2 separate regions of the Sus scrofa genome follow, and region 2 is linked to region 1. The links are chromatin contacts, called in public promoter capture Hi-C maps. All regions are on one chromosome and are shown on one strand. Each heading gives the region's core, a stretch centred on a gene start, on an enhancer-like site or on the middle of the called end of the contact. The rest is flanking DNA. Distances are from core to core; before and after follow the strand shown.

What was found. Promoter capture Hi-C pulls out the DNA fragments that hold promoters and counts their contacts.
Region 2: a promoter capture Hi-C map of liver shows a contact between it and region 1, with 7 times the contacts expected there. The contact joins the promoter of ARF2 here to the promoter of MAPT in region 1. A contact is called at or near these places in 2 of 5 promoter capture datasets (fetal skeletal muscle and liver) and 1 of 2 datasets of contacts at active chromatin or transcription factors (alveolar macrophages).

Annotation. Positions count from the first base shown.
Region 1 is chr12:17,207,251-17,213,907 of Sscrofa11.1, forward strand. It overlaps MAPT (microtubule-associated protein tau), which reads right to left and starts at 4,233. Exons shown (of 11, transcript XM_021066819.1): 1 at 3,991-4,233. LOC102167583 (a long non-coding RNA gene) reads left to right here and starts at 4,402. Exons shown (of 4, transcript XR_002337070.1): 1 at 4,402-4,619; 2 at 6,340-6,421; 3 at 6,596-6,657.
Region 2 is chr12:17,444,798-17,451,454 of Sscrofa11.1, forward strand. ARF2 (ADP-ribosylation factor 2) reads right to left here and starts at 3,151. Exons shown (of 5, transcript NM_001145220.1): 1 at 3,136-3,151; 2 at 636-802. The coding sequence starts at 783. The region is part of intron 1 of LOC102165973 (a long non-coding RNA gene); the gene reads left to right.

The DNA.
Region 1 (6,657 bases), core at 2,983-5,482:
AAATTAGGAAAGGTCATGTGGGTAGGCTTTCCTGGGGATGTGGAGGGGATGGGGGAGATCTTCTAAGTGTGATGATGAAAAGTGGGGGGGAAGAGAAGGAGCAGAGGCAAAGGGGGTCCCCCACCTCTATGCCTCTGATCTCCTGCAGAGGAGCACCTGCAGGTGGCAGGGCAGGGTCTTCCTTCCCACAGGTAGAGTGTGGTCTCTCCCCTTTCCTCTCTTCTGCACCCTTCCGGCCAATGAGGGTGAGGTGAACAGTGGGGACCAGGCTGCAGAGCCATAAGCAGCAGGAAGGGGGAAGGCAGGGAAGCAGGGGGACGGCATGGAGGTGCACCAAGGGGTGCAGGCAGCTTTCTGGGTTCATTTGGTTATAGAATAGAGGACAAAGTGGACTGGATTTGGCCCAAAACCTTGATGGAATAATCCATTTCTTTTGTTCCTATCAGGGGATCTCTGCCTGATTCTACAAACCACTCAAAAGCCACGCCCTTCCACGATGGACCTGTGCAGACCAGGTCAGATAGTTGAGAATGTCATTCAGCTGAAAATCAGCAAAACCAACAAACCTCTCCCCCAAATTGTCCAAAGCCGAACACCAAGAGTCAAGCCAGATTATTGCAGTTAACGCAACCTGTTATAGGACTAAATGTTGGTCAAGAAATTGAGCTTCAAGAGTCACTCTGCAGCAGGCACTGGGAGAAATGTGTAATTAATTTGTTCAGAGGAAGGTTTGCAGGTGGAGAAATGGATAAGAAATTCTTATGTGGTAAACATAAGCAGCATTATAAAACACAACATAATACCTTAAATAATGATGATAGGAAAGGCATTTCTTTTTCTGTTCCAGAGGGGTCAACTGAAAGAGCAAGAATCACATAAAACTCAAAGCTGTCTTTCTGAGCCTGAGTGTGAGGTGGCGGGGAAAGCCAGCAGTCGCTGTCCCAAATCCCATCATCCATCCCTACCTGTACCACCGGGAGACCGGAGCATGGAGTTACTGGTCCTCAGCACCAGAGCCTGGTGGAGTCTCTTGGTACTCGAAATAGCCCCCACCTGCTAGAGATTCGGGTGACCCTCGGATCAGCGCCAGAGAAACCCAGGGGCGGCGGCTGGCTCAGAGCTTCAGCGTTGGAGCTTGGGCACAAACGCGGCATCCCTCGAGATCCCAAGGAGAAAGCTGCTTAGTTAAAGCGCGCCCAGAGCCAGGGATGGGATTTCCTGATTGTCGTACGAAGGACCATCTCACGGCCCCCAGGATTCCTCCATTTAACAACCCCCACCCCCGGCCTTGCCGACCCGAGAGCCCCACCAAACCGCCAATACATTTCAAAATTGGGTAAAATAGCGGACGCCTATACTGCGCTTTGTTCCCAGCACTGGGCTAAACGCGCTTGCCATGATGCGCTCCTTCCCAACAACGGATAGGAGATGCTGTCTTCGCCTGCGGTCCATCCCAGGCAGCGGAGGCTGCGGGCTCCCTGTTCCCAGGTCTGCTAGCTCTGTCTAGACCCTAGCTCTGTCTAGAACCAGAATCTCTTGTCTAGCTCTATGGGGCGGGGGGAAGATGCTCGAATTGATCCTTGAACCTCTCTCCAACCTGCCCCTGCCGAGCCCAGCTCTGCAGGAAAGCTCGCTCCGATCCGATCCCAGGAAAGCTCGCTCCGATCCGATCCCGAAGCCAAGGGAAGGTTCGGCCTGGCCCCTGGGGGGCTCTCGACCCCGAGCCAAGTCATTCCCCGCATGTTTAGATCAATCTGCGCGGCTCGAGAGGATGGTGTGTTCCCTTAAATGCTCATGAATCTCAGAACTGCGCCCCCGCACCACTTTCCAGCGATAGAATTAACCAGAAAGCCGCCAGGACCCAGCTAATGGAAAGAGGGTGAGGCTCGGATTTGTTCGCCAGGATCTTACCCGCCTTCCTACTTCCCCCACCTCACTCCGCCTCCGGGTTTCAAGGTGGCGGCGAACTCGGGCTCTCAAATGAAAATCTCTCACGGTTCTAAAATAATATTCGACTATAATAATAAAAATACATGAAAGATGCCTTTCCTGGTGGTTGCGGCCGCAGGAGTCCAATTTGGAAGAGCCACGGGTTAAGGGGTGGGAGGTCCCCCTCCTGTGTTCTCCTGGAGCCAGAGGGGCAGGGCCTATCCCTAGGTTCTCTATCTCTGCTGGGCAGGGGCGGGGCAACGCCCCAAGGTCTGTCCCCAGGGTGCGGGTGGTCTCCATGACAACCTCCCCCTGCGACCCCCTCCCAGGCCTTTTGATAAAAGGGTGTGGCCCGCAGCACCTCATGCCCCCTCCTCACATTCTCCCGCCTGGTGAAGCAACAGGACGTGAAGCGAAGTGGGCAACCCCCACCCCTGCACCCCGCTTCTCCCACCGGGGGTCGCCGGCGCTCCCTGGCGAGGCGTCGCCCCCAGGACGCTCCAAGTATGGGGAGGGGCATCGTCCCTCTGTGGCCACCCGCAACTCGCGTCCATCCCTTCGGCCCTCAGGTGCTTCCTGGCGCGCAGCCCCGCTTTGGGAGAGGGGCTCGCGGGGTCACGCCCGTTCCCTGCGTGCCCTCGGGGCTGACTCGAGTTCCTCGACCCCAGCGAGCGCCAAGATCTAACAAAGGGCTCAGAAATGAGGGGCAAAAAGCGGGAGGAGGGGTGGGGGCCTCGATTAAACACCCTCATAGAATAAGAGCCAAAAACTAGGGCTGGCAAGGCAGATCACGTAAACCCTACAAACAAAGCACCGAGCCCCCAAGGAAAATCCTGGGTGAACTCCCCCAGTGCTCAAGCCCGCAGCAGCAAAATCCAAGATTTCAGCGCTAATTGCCCCCTCCCCGTCAATGACAGTCTTCGCCCTGTCCTCCGAAGCCGAGCCGCTCGGCTTGGCACGGTACTATAAAGACATGACACGCCGCAAAAAGATGGCACCTCGCGTTCGGAGGGGAAAAAAGCAAGGGTGGAAGTGGGAGGAGGCTCGGCCTACCCACCCCCTCCTCGCCCACCCGGGTCCACACCCACTGCCGCAGTGAGGGGCGAGCCCTGCGCGCCAGCCGGGCGCCTCCGGCAGGGAGCGCACACGCCGGTCCGCCAGCGCAGAGCGCAGAGCGCAGAGAAAGGGGCCCGCCCCGAAATGCACCTGCAGCCCCCGCGCGCGTCTGTGCGGGGCTGCGGCTGTGCGCGCCCTCGAGCTGGGATCCGCGGCTGCCGAGCCCTTCCACATCGCAAGGCCAGGTGACCCCTGCCGTTCCGCACCTCCACATTGAGATCCGCGCACTACCTTCTCTCGGGCGCGGCGCTGCTCGAGTCTGGGTGCCAGGCGCGCGCAGGGGGAAGGGCAACTAAAGTGACAGCACCGGGACCCCTCCCCATCTCCCTGATTCCACTCCCAGCCCCCAAATGTCCCCTGCGGGTTTCTGAAGGAGGAAAACGGGGAAGGGGTGGGCCACCGCCTTAAACCTGGGACAGCGAAAGCCCCATTGGAATAGCTGCCGGGGAGGTGTAGGGAGGGGCAGGCAGGGAGTCATCTTTCCTAGAACCCGATCAATACCTTCCTTAGAGCTGATGGCAAACCGAGGCAGAGAAATCAGATTAGAGGTTCGGTTTGGGGGGTCGTCATTGAACACCCCCCACACCCACAAAGTCACACTCCTATTACTGCAAAAGGCTGTATTCGAGAATGCATTGCAGCCCCCTCCCCCAGGTCACCGCCATCCGCGCCCCACCCTGTGGGCAAAACCTCTGTCCGGGTCCGCTCGCAACGGGTCGTGCAGACCCCCTCAGGACACACACACGCACACCCATGCATCCCTTGCACGGGTCCCTTTCCAAGTCGCCCTAATCCCGAGCCCCAACGCAGAAGGGGCAAGGAGGGGCCCCGGCGGTTGCCCCCGACCAAAATTCACCTCAGGAAACCCATCTCTGGGGCGAGGGGCGGCGGCATGGGAGTGCAGGAGGGCAGAGGGGGAGGCAGATTTCGGAGCCTCGCACTTACCTGATAGTCGACAGAGGGCGAGGACACCAGAGGAAAACAGTCAAGTGGCTGTGGTGGCGGCGACAGAAGGTGGGCGGCGGCGACGGCGGCGCTGCTGCTGGTGCCTGAGCTGGTGGGTGGCGGAGACTGCGAGCGCGCGCACCGCCAAGAGGGCGCGCTCCCGAGGCCGGCGGGCGGCGCAGGCGCGAGCGGCGGGAGCGCGAGCCTCCCCAGGGGAGGGGCGGGGCCCTGAGGCCTCCGCAGGCGTATTCTCCTCCGGCCACCAGTGGGCGCGCGTGAGCGCCCTACCAATCGACCCTTCCCCGCCTCCCGGCTCTCTCCTCTCGGCACTTCCCTTCCCGGGTCTCCCTTCCTCCCATGCCTTGTGCTGCGGAGCTGACAGCCACGCGCACGCGCGCTTCTTGGCGCAAGCGCACATTGGGTCTCCTCTCACGGCTGGAGTCTTTGTTTTGTCTTAGGGGTCTCCTCCCTAGGAAGCGAGGCTTGGTTGCCCTCTGGGTTAAAGGAGACGCTGGGTGCTCCGCCGCCTCCAGATCCGCAGCCCCTTTTTTTGCTCCGGAGTGATGTCCTGTCTCAGAAAGGTCCTGGGCAGTTTTTCACGTGGCCGGCTCTCCAGACAGTACACGCAGGTCCTCAAAAACTTCCCCCAGGCTTGCCCACTGGCACCCTGACCCTCTCCTGAATTTCCCCTTGTTGGAGATCAGTTTCCTCGTGTCTGTTTCCCTTCAACCTGCTTTTGTTCCACCTTTTTTGTTATTGATCAAGGTGAATTCTTTCCTTAGTAAATCTACTTAAACCTGGCTAACCTGATTATAATTAGGCAGTGCACATTTGGGTGTTTTTTGGGGGGGGGAGTGTTTTAACAAGGAGCATTCAAATCTAACTGTAACCCAAGAATAAAATCTTAAATTAGATCAAGTTTCAAATGGCACTTACCACATTACAGAGCATTTTCACATATACAGTTATTTTTATCTTCTTTGTGAAACATCCTTATTACTGTAAATAGAGCTTGAGATTTGAATTTCCAGGTGCTGGCGGGAGATTCTCACCTGGATAACATGCCTCAGACTGAAAGTGGCCAGAGGCTTTCATTCTCTCAGTCAGCCAGCATCTAGGCTTTGTCCTTAACTTGTTCTGCCCAACATCTAATTTAAACCCTGGCAGTGGGAGTTTAAGTTTAGAAGGGCTTAGGGACAGCCATCTTGTCATAGGAGGGTGGGAATTTGTCTTAAAGCTTTAATTTACATAGCTGTTATATTCTTCTTCTTTTTTTTTTTTAGGTCCGCACACTTGGCATATGGAAGTTCCCAGGCTAGGGGTTGAGTGGGAGCTATAGCTGCTGGCCTACACCACAGCTTGCAGCAATGCTGGATCCTTACTCCACTGAGCAAGGCCAGGGATCAAACCCAAATCCTCATAGGATACTAGTCTGGTTCTTAACCTGCTGAGCCACAATGGGAACTCCCTGCATAGCTCTGATATTCTTTTTTTTTTTTAAAGCAATATTGTATGCTGTAGATTAATACAAAAAGCAAGTAATTGATGATTTTCTTTATTCACATGGATTTAGTATATTTTTCTTACTATTTTTTTAATGGCCTGCAGCATATGGAAGTTCCTAGGCTAGGGCTCAAATTGGAGCTGCTGCTGAGGCGTATGCCACACCATAGCAACGCCAGATCCAAGTTGCATTGTGGCAATGCCAGATCCTTAACCCACTGGTCAAGGCCAGGGATCTAACCCACATCCTCACGGACACTATGTCAGGTTCTTAACCTGCTGAGCCACCATGGGAACTCCCAGAGTTTCATATATTTTGGGAAGCACTGAGTGGATGGGGGCAAAATTCTTAAGTTCTGAGACTCTAGAATTGACCTTTTTGTCCTTCCAACTGCCACCATCCTAAAGACCCTTACCTTGGTTCTGCATATATTATATAGCCTTATAGGTCTTGCTTCTCTGAAGTTTGAACAACACAGGGGTTAGGAGTGCCAATCCCCACTCATTCAAAACTCTGTGTATAACTTTAGAGTGGGCCCGCCAAATCTGCAGATTCAACCACCTGCAGATCATGTAATACTGTAGTATGTATTTATTGAAAAAAAATCTGCATATAAACAGACCTGTAGCTGTTCAAACCCATGATGTTCTTACACAGTTTGTGTGTGAAGTTTCTTACACAGTGCCTGACATGTCGTGGACATTCATTAAATGATAAACAGAAGTTATTTATTTCATCTTCATTCTTCCTGGTCAATGTTTTTGCTCCATATTATTTCTGTGTGTAATATAATCGCAGCCCATCAACACTCCTCCCATTCAAACTTACCATCTTCTTTCCCTTAGGATATGGGATCATCGAGAACTGACTGAGGACACTTTGGTCTCCTGATACTGAGCTAACACATCTTGCTGACATGAAATTGAGGTAATGGATGCTAGGAACAGTCCTAAGCAGATCTGTCATCTCACTGCATGTAACGTGGAATTGAGTGTTCATTCCAGATAATTTAATCACCCTAGGTAGCTAATGGCTCACAAATTCAGGCCAAGAAAATGCATCCTCTGTCTTTCTCCCTGCCCCTCCCTCTTGCTGACATAGAAATCTCAAGGCAACCTCCAGCACATCATGCTTACCAGGCAGAGCCAGAGAAGATAGAAGGA
Region 2 (6,657 bases), core at 1,901-4,400, 240 kb after region 1:
AGGCAATCCATAAGGCAAAGACTAAGTTCTGTCAAAACTGCCCTTGCAAAAGCCTTAAATAGTTGACAAAATACACTGTGGGTTTGCAGGAATAACTACACCGCCAGATTGTCCTCCAGCATTGGAACAAATCAGATCCTTCAGCTGACCACCAGCTCAAGTAGCTGGCACGAGCCGGAGTGAAGAAGGAAAAAAAAAAAAATCACACTACATCTTTATACACTGGGAACACACTCGGTGTGAAAAGATGCTTCCACTTAGAAAGGCCAGCTGGAAGGAAGACCGAAGAGGAAGCAACCACAGTCCTAGCTCCCATCTCACACTTCGGCTGGGACACCTGCTAACTGAGAGGAATGAAGGGCATAACTGCCCGGACTGCTTTCATGACTGTTGTCGTCTTTTTCGCTAAGCGGATAGGTTACATTTCTTCCAACTAAATGTAATCATATGACTCCCCTGTAATCCTAGCAATGTGCCAGACGTGCCAGGGAGCAACTGGAAAATTATGTATTACCTGGCTTAAAAGTTTACACTCTTAGACAAGATTTTCAAGAAGAAACATGCGATAAAATAAGACATGTATAAAAGGTAACATATTAAAGTGTAAACGGTCCTGTCCCAGGCCGTCAACATACCGATTGTAGGGATGGTCGTCACAATCTCTCCCAGCTTCAACTTATATAAGATGGTGGTTTTCCCAGCGGCATCCAAACCCACCATCAGAATCCGCATCTCTTTTTTCCCAAAGAGACTTTTAAAGAGTTTTTCAAAAACGTTCCCCATTGTAATTGAATTCTGTTACCTGAAGGAAAAGAGAGGCAAGTCAAGTAGTTGTTATTTGCAGAAATACAGACATACAAATACAAGGTATATACATGAAATATAAGTCTCTAATAGAGGTGGCGCCTCGTAAAAATTAAACAATTTTAAGTATCGTTTGGCCAATAAAGAGCAGAGTATCTTGTCTTCAAAGGGCAACTCAACTAAGCCTTTTGATGCCCTGCCAAAAATTTCAGTTTTTCCACTGCAGCATCCAAGTGAGATAGGTGGAAGCACAGTCTCAATGGTGGCAGGCTTTAGTTATCTGAAGTACGGAAGCTGTGACACAACAGATACCACTAATACTTCTGAAATGAGAACTTAAGAGCAGAGAACCAGTTTATTTTACACAATGTGAAGCAAAGTCTTTAAGTCAGGTTAAATAGTAACATCTCTTAGAAATTTAGTAGTTGCCTTTGGCTAGCAGATCATATCAATACCCGGAAAAATTTTCAGAGGTGAGGAAATACAGCATTGGGAAACTACACTGCTAATAGAGAAATTAACTAGGCAAAGAGTTGCAAATATACCATAGCATCCAGAGTTGACCGTTACTCACCTTACTCTTAATTTTTTTCCCCCTTTGGCTTTGCCAGCAGCAGCATTTGGAAATTCCTGGGCCAGGGATCAAACCTGCACCAGGGCAGTGCCCTGAGCCACAGCAATGGCCAGAATGGATCTTTAACCTACTACACTACCAGAGAATGCCTTAATCAATTTTTTTAACTTTTTTTGACATATAGATATAGGAGTCCCCACTGTGGCCCAATGGGATCAGTGGTTATCTCTGTAGCACCAGAACACAGGTTCGATCCCCGGCTTGGCACAGCGGGTTAAAGGATCTAGCACTACTGCAGCTTCGGCACAGGTCACAAGTGTGGCTTGGATCTGATCCCTGGCCTGGGAACTCCATATGCCTCAGGGCAGCCAGAAAGAGGGGAAAATAATACAATTTACATATAGATATAAACATACATGATAACATTTACTTCAATGAAATGTCATAAACCAAATCAAAAAATGATTTGTTGTACCCAGATTTCCTCGTGCCCCTTCCCAGTCATTACTCCCCAAAAGGTGTACTGACATCTAACTGCATAAATGTTCAGTATTTTATTTTTCAGTCGAGTGCATGAAAGATTATATAAAAGAAGCTAATAGCAAAGACAGATTGGCTTTGCCGAAATTTACTCTACATCTTTAATTTTAACGAATCAGCCTATTTGAAGTGTGAGCTTGACATTCCAATTAAAGACTTAGAAGCAGTACTGAATACAACCCTTGTTTCCCTTTCAACTGCAAACCAAAGGAAAACTTTACTCCTGGGCAGAGCAGGGATAAGATGGAACAAGAACAGTCCATCTCCCATTCATCAGAACCCTAGGGACCTCAGAGGGGAGGTCACCAAATTCGAGGCCCCACCTCTAAAACTGAACCTTGTCCTACAGTAGCTTAACTTCATGGATGATGTCCAAGCACACATCGTTTTATTCTACGACCTGAGAAAAGGAGCAGAGCATTTATCCTGCACATAAATTAGGTATAGGCAAACTACTCTAACCAAAGAATGATGCTCAATGTTTTAATCATTCTTACAAGAGCCGCACAGAGTAAGTATATAGAAATACAACGCACTGCAGTACTCAAAAAGCTTGTTGGGCGACAAACTAAAGAGTCTTTGTCTTTGTTTCCGAAAAAGGACAAATCTCATAAATGAGAAAAACAGTGAGGAACATGCTGGGAGAAGGAAGGTTACTTCCCACTTGCATGTCCTATGAAGCAAATACTCGATTCCTCCTCCCAACCGCACACAGTATACACATCCCATGTTCTCCCTCCGGCCTCTCTTTTTTCCTACTCATCTGCTGAGCTGCTGCAGACCCTCTGGAAGACGCTGCCGACCCTGGCGCCTCTTTGGCACGCTCACCCTCCCCTCCCACGAGCACCAACTGTCCATCAGGGAGAATTGCGGGAAGATGTCCAGGACAAGAACCGGAGCAAGTGGCCAAGTGGGCGTGCGCAGCGGGCGAGCAGACGCGCCAGGTCCCCGGGGAAGGCCTCCGAGTGTCCCCTCTGCCTGGCCTCCAGGCCTCTTCCTCTCGAACTGCGGGCCCTCGGGAGAGCAGAGAGCCCAGCAGAGGATGAGAGCCAAGTCTCTCGATCCCCGCAGCCTGGCCATTCTTCTCATAGGGCGGAAAAGGGACAGGGAACCCAAACGCTTTGTGAAGGCCACCTGCTGCTGTCTAGTTTCCCGACCTCTAAAGGTGCGGAAATCCAGCCAGGCCTTCAGCCATCTCTCCCTCGCCTGTGACTCACCTGCCGCCGAACTAAGCACTGGTACCAATACCGCTGCCTTTAAGAATTCGGATCCCCTCCGCAAAATGGCGACAGGCTCGGGGCGGGAACAGTAACCAACCAATCACTCCCTGACTCTTGGAGTTTATTTCTACCAATGAGCTCGAAGTTCCGTGAGTGACGACAAGTCTGACCAATGCCAAGGAGAATAAAAGCCTAGGAGGGCGGACACCCGCCCCTGGGGACCTAGGCGACGGCACGAAGCTTTGGAAATACCGGCTTCATTCTCCAATGACAACGCACCGCGTCCCGGCGAGACACGCCCATGTGCCCCGTCCCAGTGCTGCTCGTGACCAATCAAAAAAGTAAAAAAAAAAAAAAACTCCGATTTGCTCTGCCAATCAACTAGGAAAATTTCCACGGATTGAACGAACCCAGGGAGTATTAGGACCAACTGGGTGCGGGCATGTGGGCGTGGCCAAGTTCTGGGCGTTATTTAAGGAAATTTGCCTTGGTTGAGCTAAAAGTAGAAACTAGTTTGGGGCGTTGGTCTGTGTGGGAAACACCAAGACGCCGACACCAGAGTTAGACATAAGGAAGGTTTCCTATTTAGTGTGAAGCTAGACAGCCGCCCTGTTTTTGAACAGATTTTCAACAGTTGGGAAAAATGCTAGCAACCTGCACCTTCGTTCAGATGCTCAGGACCACGGTCTTGAGAAGTGTTCTCATTAATTCAACACCTAATGCCAACTTGGTTCACTGAAAAGTTTACAAACGCCCGTAAATGGCATATAACTGTGCATTTTAGGAAAAACTAACATCTGTTAATATGTGCCAGGAAATATGTCGAGAACTTGACCTGCATGATATAACGCTCCGTGAACTGGAATCTACTATTATTCCCATTTTACAAAGAGGAAAATGAAATAGTAGGTCAGAGTTTTAAGTTCAGGTCTGACGCCTTAATCTTTTTAACCAAATACTTTCTTGATCGTGATGACTGTATATGTGTATGTATGTGTGTATATATATATATATGTATGTGTATATATATATATGACAGTAAATACAAGAAAGTATGAGAGGTTTTTCTACATGATTCTTTTAAAATTATAATTTTTCCTAACTATAACAAAATTATAGTAATTTTTTAAAGTATAATAAAAAAAAAAAGACACTCCCCACCAGAGAGAGAGACAAAAAAGAGAAAAAAAAAAAAAAAAAAAAAACACCCATCATCCTATTATCCAGAGGCAGTCACTGTTACCATTTTGGTTTATTTCTTTCCAGTCATTTTTCCATGAAATTTTTACATAGTTCAGATTATGAATACATACAGTCTTCTTTTCCTCTTAATCTGAGACCTACACCACAACTCACAGCAAGCTGGATCCTTTAACCACTGAGCAGGGCCAGGGATCAAACCTGTATCCTCATGGATACTAGTTGGATTCATTTCCACTGAGCCACAACAGGAACTCCCTCCACTTAATATTTTAATGAGTATATTCCAGAGTGTTTAACATTTGTCTTAAACATTTTGGAGGGCCATGCCAATGGCATTTGGAAGTTCCCAGGCCAGGAATGGAACCCAAGTCACAACAGTGACAATGCTGGATCTTTAACTACCAGGCCACCAGGGAATTCTGTGTTTGTTTGTTTTGTCTTTAACAGTTTTGGTAGCTGTGTGATATCCCATTATATGGATATATCCTGATTTATTTAATCATTTTCATGTAATTGTCAATGAAAAATTAATCAGTTGATCTAAGAAAAAATGGAAAATTTTATTCGAGTCAAATTGAGAATTATAACCTTGGGAACAGCCTCTCAGAGAGCTCCAAGAACTCTGCCCCTTAAAAGTCAAAGCACAGGTACATAAAATTTTTGAGACAGAGGGCTATACATTAAATGACATATTATTGACAGTTTACACAATCCAGTTCTACATGTGCGAAGTGAGGAGTGGGTCATGGGTCATCATGGTCCCTTACAAGATTAAGGAGAAAGGCTATCCTCTAAAGAGTTGTCTTGTAGGAGTTCCCGTTGTGGCTCAGTGGTTAGGGAACCCGACTAGGATCCATGAGGAGGCAGGTTCGATCCCGGGCCTCACTCAGTGGGTTAAGGATCCAGCGTTGCTATGAGCTGTGGTGTAGGTCACAGATGAAGCTTGGATCCTAAGTTGCTGTGGCTCTGGCGTAGGCCAGCAGCTGCAGTTCCAACGGGACCCCTAACCTGGGAACCTCCATGTGCTGCAGGTGTGGCTCTAAAAGACAAAAAAAAACCAAAGAGTTGTCTTGTAGGTGCTAGGAGAATGTTGCTATTTATAGCTGAGCAGACATTTCTGCTGGTAGGGAGTTTGGGTGGATGCATAATGCATACACAATGCACAGTAGAGGAGAAAGGCCAAAGGGCAGAGAAAAAATTTTTATGTTTAAATTTTCCTTGATTTGCCTTAGAACATAAATTTTTATTTCCTCACATTTCAGTATTTAGGTTGTTTTTAAGTTTTTCTCTTATGAATTATGATGCAGTGAACATCTTTCCCTCCTCTTTACTTCATTCCTTGCTAATAGAAAATTAAAATAAAAAAAAAAAAGAGAGGAGTTCCAATTGTAACTCAGCAGATTACAAACCAGACTAGTATCCATGAGGATTCAGGTTTGATCCCTGGCTTCACTCAGTGGGTTAGGGATCCAGCGTTGCCATGAGCTGTGGTGTAGGTCTCAGGTGTGGCTCGGATCTGGTGTGGCTGTGGCTGTGACATAGGCTGGCAGCTGCAGCTCTGCTGCAACCCCTAGCCTGGGAACTTCCATAATGCCACACCTGTAGCACTGAAAAGCAAAAAAAGAAAAAAAAAACTTTCAAAAGTGCAATCACTGGATCAAAACATTAAGATTTTTAAGGCTCTTGATACGCATTACTTGCCAAACTGTTTTCTGAGTAGATCATACAAATTTCCATTCCTATCGACCAAATGAAAGCCATCCTTACTTCATCATTTGATAAGCTGTTCTTTAAAAAAGGATTTTTAGTGTTTTTGTTTTATTTACTAATTTGATAACAAAAATTTCTCATGTTGGTTTAATTTTCAGCTCTTTATTTGGTTATTTTCTCCAAATATTTACTAGTATTTTATTTCATGTACTACAGATACCTAATTGTGTCCTGATGACTTGTAAGAAAAGATATAAACTGGTTTTGCCAGCAACTATGAAGTTTATTTGAATAGAGTCATCATAATCTCAAGAAAAGTTGAAATAGCAAAGATAAGGTTTTTTTTTTTTAAACCTGTCATCGTTTGTACCTACAGAGAGAATGTTTAGGTTCATAATAATAAAGGGTTTTTTTGCCTCCAACCCTCACAACCCAAGAATATGCTATATTTTAATGAGCTGCCTTATGCCTGAGAATAAAACAATCCTCTAGTCCATAAGGCACTCACTTGCTAAAGGATTACCACCATATAGATACATATATATACATATATATTTATTTTATACATATAAGCAGATGGTCCCCAACTTACAATGGTCTGACTTA